Regions from separate parts of the Mus musculus genome. Here region 2 is linked to region 1. A link is a contact called in public promoter capture Hi-C data. All regions are on one chromosome and are shown on one strand. Each heading gives the region's core, a stretch centred on a gene start, on an enhancer-like site or on the middle of the called end of the contact. The rest is flanking DNA. Distances are from core to core; before and after follow the strand shown. Region 1 overlaps Rapgef4 (Rap guanine nucleotide exchange factor (GEF) 4). Region 2 overlaps Rapgef4 (Rap guanine nucleotide exchange factor (GEF) 4).

Evidence for each region. Capture Hi-C pulls out chosen DNA fragments and counts their contacts.
Region 2: a contact with region 1 is called in a promoter capture Hi-C map of pancreatic islet. The contact joins two enhancer-like sites. A contact is called at or near these places in 5 of 39 promoter capture datasets (the C10 cell line, the HPC-7 cell line, hematopoietic stem and progenitor cells and 2 more) and 1 of 9 other capture datasets (pancreatic islet).

What each region holds. Positions count from the first base shown.
Region 1 is chr2:71,986,878-71,991,432 of GRCm38.p6, reverse strand. The region is part of intron 1 of Rapgef4 (Rap guanine nucleotide exchange factor (GEF) 4); the gene reads right to left. Among named protein-coding and RNA genes, the nearest start is that of Rapgef4, 7.9 kb to the right of the region's middle. Within about 2 kb of position 2,717, at least 19 of the 459 cell types and tissues checked have an H3K27ac peak or open chromatin away from gene starts, as enhancers often do. A contact at or near this core is called in pancreatic islet, where this site is marked.
Region 2 is chr2:72,134,194-72,138,748 of GRCm38.p6, reverse strand. Rapgef4 (Rap guanine nucleotide exchange factor (GEF) 4) reads right to left here. Exons shown (of 31, transcript NM_001204165.1): 5 at 1,435-1,507. Among named protein-coding and RNA genes, the nearest start is that of Gm29940, 82 kb to the right of the region's middle. Within about 2 kb of position 2,183, at least 33 of the 459 cell types and tissues checked have an H3K27ac peak or open chromatin away from gene starts, as enhancers often do. A contact at or near this core is called in pancreatic islet, where this site is marked.

The sequences.
Region 1 (4,555 bases), core at 1,468-3,967:
CACTCAAGTTAAATTCTTTACATATCTAGGAAAAACAAAAAACAAAGGGTTTTTGGGAAAGAGAAACAAAAATTCACATGACCATCTTTATTTAAGAAGATTGGATTTACTTTTAAAATAAAAGCAAGCAGAGGGCCTTATTTATAATAGCCAGAAGCTGGAAAGAACCCAGATGTCCCTCAACAGAAGAATGGATACAGAAAATGTGGTACATTTACACAATGGAGTGCTACTCAGCTATTAAAAACAATGGATTGAAATTCTTGGACAAATGGATGTATCTGGAGGATATCATCCTTAGTGAGGTAACCCAATCACAAAAGAAGTCATTAGATATGCACTCACTGATAAGTGGTTATTAGCCCAGAAACATAGAACACCCAAGATACAATTTGCAAAACACAAGAAAATCAAGAAGAGGGAAGACCAATGGGTGGATACTTCATTCCTCCTTAGAAGAGGGAACAAAATACCCATGAAAGGAGTTACAGAGACAAAGTTTGGAGCTAAGAAGAAAGGATGGACTATCCAGAGACTACCCCACCTGGGGATCCATCCCATAATCAGCCACCAAACCCAAACACTATTGCATATTCCAGAAAGATTTTGCTGAAGGGACCCTGTTATAGCTGTCTCGTATGAGGCTATGCCAGTGCCTAGCAAATACAGAAGTGGATGCTCAGTTATCTATAAGTTGGAGCACAGGGCCCCCAATGGAGAAGCTAGAGAAAGTACCCAAGGAGCTGAAGGGGTCTGCAACCCTATAGGTGGAACAACAATATGAACTAACCAGTACCCCCAGAGCTCATATCTCTAGCTGCATATGTAACAGAAGATGGCCTAGTTGGCCATCACTGGGAAGAGAGGCCCCTTGGTATTGCAAACTTTATATGCCCCAGTACAGGGGAATGCCTTGGCCAAGAAGCAGGAGTGGGTGGGTAGGGGAGCAGGGCAGAGGGAGGGTATAGGGAACTTTCGGGATAGCATTTGAAATGTATATAAAGAAAATATCTTAAAAAAAAAAAAAAAAGCAAGCAGAGGAAAGGAAGTGGGGAAGGGGAAGAGACTCTTAAAATCCCATGGCAAAACATAAGTCTTTCCTGTAAAAGAAGAATTCAAAGACGCTTGTCCACCTTCAACTCTTTTTTGGTTTTTCAAGACAGGGTTTCTCTGTGTAGCTCTGACTGTCCTGGAACTCACTCTGTAGACCAGGCTGGCCTCAAACTCAGAAATCCACCTGCCTCTGCCTCCTGAGTGCTGGGATTAAAGGCATGCTCCACCATGCCCGGCTCGACTCTCTTCTTAAACCTTGTCCTAGAAGTCTAGCTAGTGACGTTAGGCAAGAAAAATAACAAAAGGCGAAAGTAAACAAATAAGCAAAGTTACATTCTTTATAGACATGGTGGTCTCTTAAAACAACTAAACAGCAACCACCAGAACTCATTAGCTTGGCAAATATATATATGTTTATACACAAATATACATATACACATATACATATGTACATATATACATACATGTGTATATATATATATATATATCTTTAATCAAATCAAACAGGATATCTAAACCTATGCAGTATGGTCCCCCAACTTCTGGCACCTGTGCTACACCTTCACAATTTAGAGGTAACCATTCTCAGCACAGCTGTCTGTTGTAAGTATCAGTAGCTTTATTCAAAGATTCAAGAACAGAGGTTCAGGAAACTTAATAGCTTGACTCACACTGCTAGGGAATGGGGCTGATGGAATTAGAATCCAGATCTGGTTAATTCTAAAACAAAGCTGATCTGACAATGTAACATTTCCAACTTGGAGGCTGGAAATGATGAGGCACCCGAGGGTAAGGCCCTGAAAAGAAAACAGGAGAATACAATGGCAAAGGAAGGAATTGGAGACTGTTTAGATGTCCATACAGACATAGATAGCTTCAAGGATCTGAAAATGCAGAATTGTGATGCCATTACTCATTACAGAAAAGAGTGGGAACCTGGGGGGGTTGGGGGCTGAGAAAGGCAAAACCTTTGACACACACCAGCTTGTTGGATTCCAGGTAGTTTTGACAGCAAATGGCAGAAAGTCTAATAAGGAGGAGTCCTTTCTAGGAATAGTGTCACTTTCTTCACAAGACAGAAAATCTTAAGATACACAGTAGCTGAGCAAAGTCAGGACTGGGCCTTGGGTTTCCCTTGGTCTCGCCTTTTGAGTTGCAAGATGGCTGCCCACAGGCCCACGCCTCCTGGACAACCAATGTATCAATATCTCCATTGTCTATCATGAAAGCAAAAGCCATCCTAGAATCTCTCAGCAGCCCTCTTTCACTTTGTCACTGTGGCCAGGACACCTGGACCGGAGGAAGAGACTGGAAGAGAATTGGCTGGTTTTCTTTTCTCTCCAGCTTCTGTGGCAGTGGAGGGAAAAGGTAGGGTACCTGCAAAATGTCAGTGGGGCATCACAAGGGAACTGCCCCAGGCAGAGACAAAGGCACCTGCTCTGGGACATGTGCCTGGGGCACAAAATGCAGGTAATCTTCACGGAGGAGGAGACATGGAAGCAAGGGCATGCATGAAGAGGAAAAAGAGGACCACACAGGTTTTGCTTTTCTGCAGGAGACCCACGTGACGCATAGAGAGGCAGCTGAGTCAACACGGCCAGCTGGAGACTGCTGCTGTCACCCAGGCCAGTCTGCTGTTTTCCTTGGGGTGTACAGCTGCTTCCCTATCTGCCATCCACCCAGTTATTTCCATCTTCTTCCTCCACCACCGGAGGCTTCTTCCACCAGAGCCTCCCTGAGCCTTCATTCCCTGGGAGAAAAAAAAAGCATAGAACGGCAGCTCTCCTCCCTGCCTCTCTTGAGGATGTAGCTTTAAATCTGCCAGAAGCAAAACCAATCAGCTATGCCTCGGAGGGGTGGTATGGGAGGTTAGCCTCCGCTAAGGAAGGGTTATGAAAGCTTATAAACCCAAGGGAGTTCAGACGAAAGGCAATGTTAGTCTAACTATCACTGGAAGGGTCAAAAGTCCACCTAGGGGAACTCAAAGAAGACATTTGCTCTTTTAGGTACCACTTATCTATGGAAAATTCAGTCTCCCAGGCTCAGGACAAGGGACAGACAGCAGAGACAAGGGTTTGCTGGGCCAAGCTGCACCTCTTATAGGCTCTTATAGGTCCTTGGGCATACCATCTCCCATGTCCCCTCTCTGCAGGCATCAAGGCTTTCCTTCCTAAAAAATCTTCTGCAAATAAAACCAGAGCCATAAATAAAATCACTGGGCCTGATTAGATACCAGACCATGCCTGTATACATGTTCCCCATGAACACAGCACGTGCCTGTATACGTGTTCCCCATGAACACAGCACGTGCCTGTATACATGTTCCACATGAATACAGCATGTGCCTGTACACATGTTCCACATGAACACAGCATGTCTGCCCAGTGAGCAGTCCCTTGAGAAGCTGCACACAGAGAGATGTCAGACATTAAACTTGGGAATGATATAGTGTTACGTCACAGAAAGAGGTCAGCAGATACCATGTGCCTTTGGATGGAACACCTCAACTCTTCTGTTGAAGCTCTCACCAAAATATCAAGTCGGAATCTGATCAATTCTAAACCCAAAGGCCCACTTCAAGAAAAACAGATTCATAGGAACATGTCACTAAAAAACACCACAGGGAAACAATTAAAATCAGAGGCAAACAAGACCCCAGTTTCAAGAAATATGGAGAGAAATTCACATATAAAAACGTATCTGAACTAAACGTAAATAATTTGCATGGTGACACAAAGTGGAAAAAAGGAAAGTTTTGAAATAAACAAGGAACTTTTGAATATTCGAATGTATTTAGGAACTAGTATCAAACTTTTTAATGTATAGTAATGGCATTCATTTCTTTATAAAGACTCCTTACCTTTCTAAGAGATATACTGAAATGCTTGCAGATTAAATATTACATGTGGGAATGGCTTCAAAATAACCCAGGGGTAGGGCTCTGGGGGGAATTCCAATGGGTCAAATGCTGCACACAACCCTGATGATCTTGCATCCAGCACCCACATAAAAAAGCAGGACTAGGTAGCCTGCATCTGTAATCCCAGAACCCTTGTAGCAAGATGGGAGCCAGGGACAGAAGAATGGCCCAGAAGATGTGGGGTCAGCTAGCATGTTGTACACTGTGTGACAGAGGAAAGGGTGACTTGCTCACACACAATGAAAGGTGAGAAAAAATTCCTGAATGTTCCTGTGCTCAACACCCACCCACTGCAGCATCTGCACACCTACGTGCACACATGCCATACACACACAACTAAATAAGTAAATAACTAAGTGATGATAGACAGGCAGATAGATAGATAGATAGATAGATAGATAGATAGATAGATAGATAGATAGATAGATAGATAGATAGGACCAGAGGAGAATGAATGGACATAAAAGTAAGATAGGGCTATCAATGAGCTAATGATTCTTGGTAGGGGGAGGGGTAGAGTGAGAAAATATTACTACTCTGTGTATTTAGAAATTTTCCACAATAAAAATAGAATTTTTAAAA
Region 2 (4,555 bases), core at 934-3,433, 150 kb before region 1:
GGCACAAGACATCAGTGGTTTGCCTGTGGTCATAGCTAGGAGACAGCATGGTTGATTTTTTTTTTAAACTCGGGCATTCCTAAGAGAACTGGTTATTCCTAGCTTAGCCAAGAGGGAGAAGAAAGGGAACTGAGGAGAAGGAGAGAAAAAAGGAAGGAAGGAAGGAAGAAAGGGAGGGAGGGAGGGAGGGGAGGAGGGAAGAAGGAAGGAAGGAAGGGAGGAAGGGAGGGAGAGAGGGAAGAAGGAAGGAAGGAAGGAAGGAAGGAAGGAAGGAAGGAAGGAAGGAAGGAAGGAAGGGAGGGAGGGAGGGAGGGAGGGAGGGAGGGAGGGAGGACTGGCCTCCCTCTTTCCAACTCCCTTTTTGGGGAGGCAGATGTGGGGAGGTGGGAGGGGCTATAGAGAAAGGCAGTGGCATCAAAACTGTAGGGTAGAAGTGAGAAATCTTGAAGATTCAAGACAAGCAAGGAGGTAGCCCTGCAGAAACTAACAAGTCAGGAATGATAGTGACCTTGGAGGAGAAAGGGAGAGGGGATGACGCTCACTGCCACGCCCATAGCTGCCCATCCAAGTGCCACAAGTTCAAATACTCCACGCACACTCACAGGCACCTGGAAGAGGGATGGTGGGATGGAGGAAAGAGGACTGAAGAGGTGGCTCAATAGTTAAGATCATGTACTGTTTTGCCAGAGGACTGGAACAGTTCCTAGCACCCATGTCAGATGTCTCACAACTGCTTCAAGGAATCTGATGCCCTCTGTGGCCACTAAGGGAACCTGCATGCATGTGCACAGACACATACATCAAAATAAAATCAACCTTTTAGAAAGTACCACACGACTCACCCTACCACTATTTTTAAACCTCAGCCAGATGTGGGTCTCTCATAGGAGCTCGGTTTTCTGCTGGCTTACATCGAAGGTGTCTACCACACACCACTTAGCTACACTTACATTTGTGTCATGAGTACCAAAGTTAAGCTGGCCATCACCTTCCTGTGTGGTAGAGCACCTAGCACCTAACAAAAGCCTCAGACTGGTAGGGGTCATTTAACAAGAGCAAATGACTTAAGCTTCTCTCTAAGGCCAATGGAGCTAAACTGAACTGGAGGTGGGTTCCTGGGTTCCAGACTCCACATGTGCCGAGTCAAACACAGCTCAGGAACCTATTTTGAAAAGGACACAGAAATGCTCCAAGCATGTGGATGTCCAGTATGTGGAATTCCCAGCCTGCACCAGAGCCGGCACTTGCTACTAGTGAATACCCCACAGCTCAGACCACGTGTGTATTAGCTCCAGTGTGAGCTGCTGGACTCTTACACCAGAGTCAGGGTGCCTCCTTTGTCATGCTGGTGTACAACATTTTGTTGTTGTTGTTACATGAAAACACATAGCACACAACAAATCTTCAGACACAAAACATTCACATTTCACTTACTGTCATTGTTAGAGCCCGTTTCCATAACACCATAGGGAGGAGCCAGAAGTCCGGCCATATACTGTCGGTATTTCTGCAAGATAAAATCAGACAAGATTGAGAAGTCAGCTTTGTTCCTTTATTTACATGTGAAAGAACAGAGACCCTGGGTATCTGAGGCTCTTATTTATAGAGCCAGGAAGTATGCTCTCTGGGGCTCTGGGTTTAAACTAAAGATGTGGGGTTCAGGGAGGGGCTTCCTAGGTGAGACTGTGTGTTTCCTCTGCCCAGGGCAGGGCTCCACTCAGCTGCTTCATTTACATGGTATGCATTTGTAGAGATGGAGTGAAGGGGTTCCTACCTCTCCACACCCTGTACACTCAGGCACCTGAGAAGCAGTGCTGAGTGTTTACAGGCTCAGATCACAGTAACCTTGCTGCCTACCTCCTCTGAGGTGAATGCCTCCGAATCAGCCTCTTTCAAAGCCAAAAGAAATGCTCAGCGGCTCCTGGAACCTGTCTCTATGAAAGAAGCCCGACTGGCTGCTGTTTGCCTCCTTCCTTTCATAGGGCACACCTGCCTGCTATGTGACCCCTCCAGAGCACTTTTGTTACATTGTCAAATAAAAACCATCTGGCTTAATTTAGACGCTCCTGGATTGTCTTCCCCTGGCTTTTGGTCCAGGCATGCTCTGAAACTTGGGGCTCCGGGATGTATGTGATTAGTGTCTGTGTTGTGTGGGAGGGATAAGGTTTTGAGCATCAGGCTAGAAAGGAGGGGCATTTACAATGAATGAAAGGTGAACGCTCTCAGGCAATAAATGCAGCTTCCTCCCTTGCACAATGAAACGTGGGTAATTTTACTGATTGTGTGGTATCATGTATATTTATGGTTTGTAATCACAGTGACACACATACATGCACGTAAATGTTAAACAGCATCAAAAGAGCCAGCTCCCGATTCATGTGTGTCATACAAACACCAGCAGAAAGACTTCATCTGTAGCAATGGGCAGCTGGTGACACGTGGTACCCAGTAACCATCTGGTCCATTTTAACAGTGTTGTCATGGTACTTTCTCTAAAGAGCCTTCTAACCAAGATATGACTAGCTCCTCCCACCCCCCTTTTTTTCCCTCTTAGTTAGGAAGCACTAAATCAGCTTGTGTGCATGCTAACATTAAGATGGCAGATTTCCTCAGTCTCTGAGCTCATCACTCAGACATGCTTACAGCACCAAACATCACTCAGTATTATTGTCATTCCCTTGACACCTTCCCAGTTCTGAATCTCTTCTGTCTTATAGTATCATCTACCTTCTTCTTCCTGGCATGCTACTCTGGGCATTCAGCTAACCTGTGCTCTACACAGTTTCAAAGAGGGCATAAGAGAGCTGTTACTTTCCCAGAAAGCTTTGCAACCCTCCTTAACCCTTTGCATTTTTTTTTTTTTTTTGTTTTTTCCAGACAGGGTTTCTCTGGATAGCCCTGGCTGTCCTCGAACTCACTTTGTAGATCAGGCTGGCCTCGAACTCAGAAATCCCCCTGCCTCTAACCCTTTGCATTCTTTTTCTTGTGCTTTTTACGATCCCCTGGCAGGCTTCTAAAAGAAAGAATGCCTGTTACTTAATAAGGGGCCAGTTTATTTTGCTTAGAAATCTTCTCTTGGGACTGACGGTGCTCTTTTGTCTCAACACTTCATGGACTTAGGAAGCATGGCTGACCTTTCTCCAAGCCCAGAGCACCTGGTCCGTGGCTCCCCCAGTGTGAATCCCTGGGGCTGCGACTTTGAGAACAGGAACCAAGACAGTCTCTAGGGAAGACCAGGTCAGCTGAATGTCAGATGTGTGTTTGGACTTTTCATCACTGAGTGTCAATGTTCCAGGCAGCTGGGAACACTACAGAGAACAGGAGACAAGGACCCTTGCTTTCACCGCTAGCCAACTGTTTAGTTACTGAGACATAGAGCACAAAGACTTGTGCTTACTGTATTAGCTCCCCATTCTCTATGGGGCTCCCATCCCAAGGCCACCAGTGGATGCCTTCAACCATGGGCATCACCAAGCTCTCTCTGTACTGGTGTCACCCAGCCACACATACATATGATAGAGTTTAATTTCAACATTAGGCACACTTGCATGTACATATGCACACAGGCATACGTTACACACACAAACACAGGATAGTCTACCGTGTGATGTGTATAGTATGACACTGTTTTGTAGTAGTACAAGAGCAGATGTCTGTGTATAAATATAAGGATCTGCAACCATGAAGAGCATCTCTGAATGTAAGAGGAGGGCAACAAGAGTGCTTCTGGAAAGAGCTGATGTGGCCGAGGGCAAGTAGAGAGAGACACACTTTCGCCGTATGCACTTTGGAACTTTTGACCTGGTACGGATTGCCTCCTGATACCCTCGGGCTACCAGAACAGCTCACATTCTTTACTATTTTATATGTATTAATAAACTTAATTCAAAGCAAGCTTTCTACTATGACAGCACATGAGATAAAATGAAAAAAAACAACAACGATACAATCAAAAATGAAAAGCTTAAAGAAGCAAGGAGTTGTGAAGAATAGCAGGTCATATTTACACGCAGGGTCTACCCTCTCAGCCTGTCCCATCCTTTGCCCCACTGCCAGTAGACGAGTGAAGCATCTTCCAGATTAGCTGCCCATAGTCAGTTAAGTCACTTCCAGCAATTCAGGTCATGTTGGCTGTTAAGTGGTCTGAAGTTCAGATATCACAGAGAGGCAAGTTGTTCCCACTGTTTCCTGACCCAGTTCCTGCCCCTGCCCCATTGAATCTATGGACATGAGAAAACAACTCTTGGGAGATGCAACTACATCTCATACACATTGTTATGCAGCAAGAGAAACCTAACTGGGAACTTGGTATCTGATAGTGAAGTTACATTGTAACAAAGCATAAAGCATGTGGCTTTGATTTGAGGATTAAAGAGTAAGAGGAGCCACAGTGGGGCTGGAGGGCTGTGGACAGCAGCTTAAAGAGGAAGAGGATGGAGAAAAGGGAATACTGGTCCTCCTCGTTGCATAGAAATGGGGAAGAACCGATGCCCATGTAACTCCAGACCTAAAAGACATAACTGATGGAGTAATCGGTGTGGCTAAGATGCCCAGA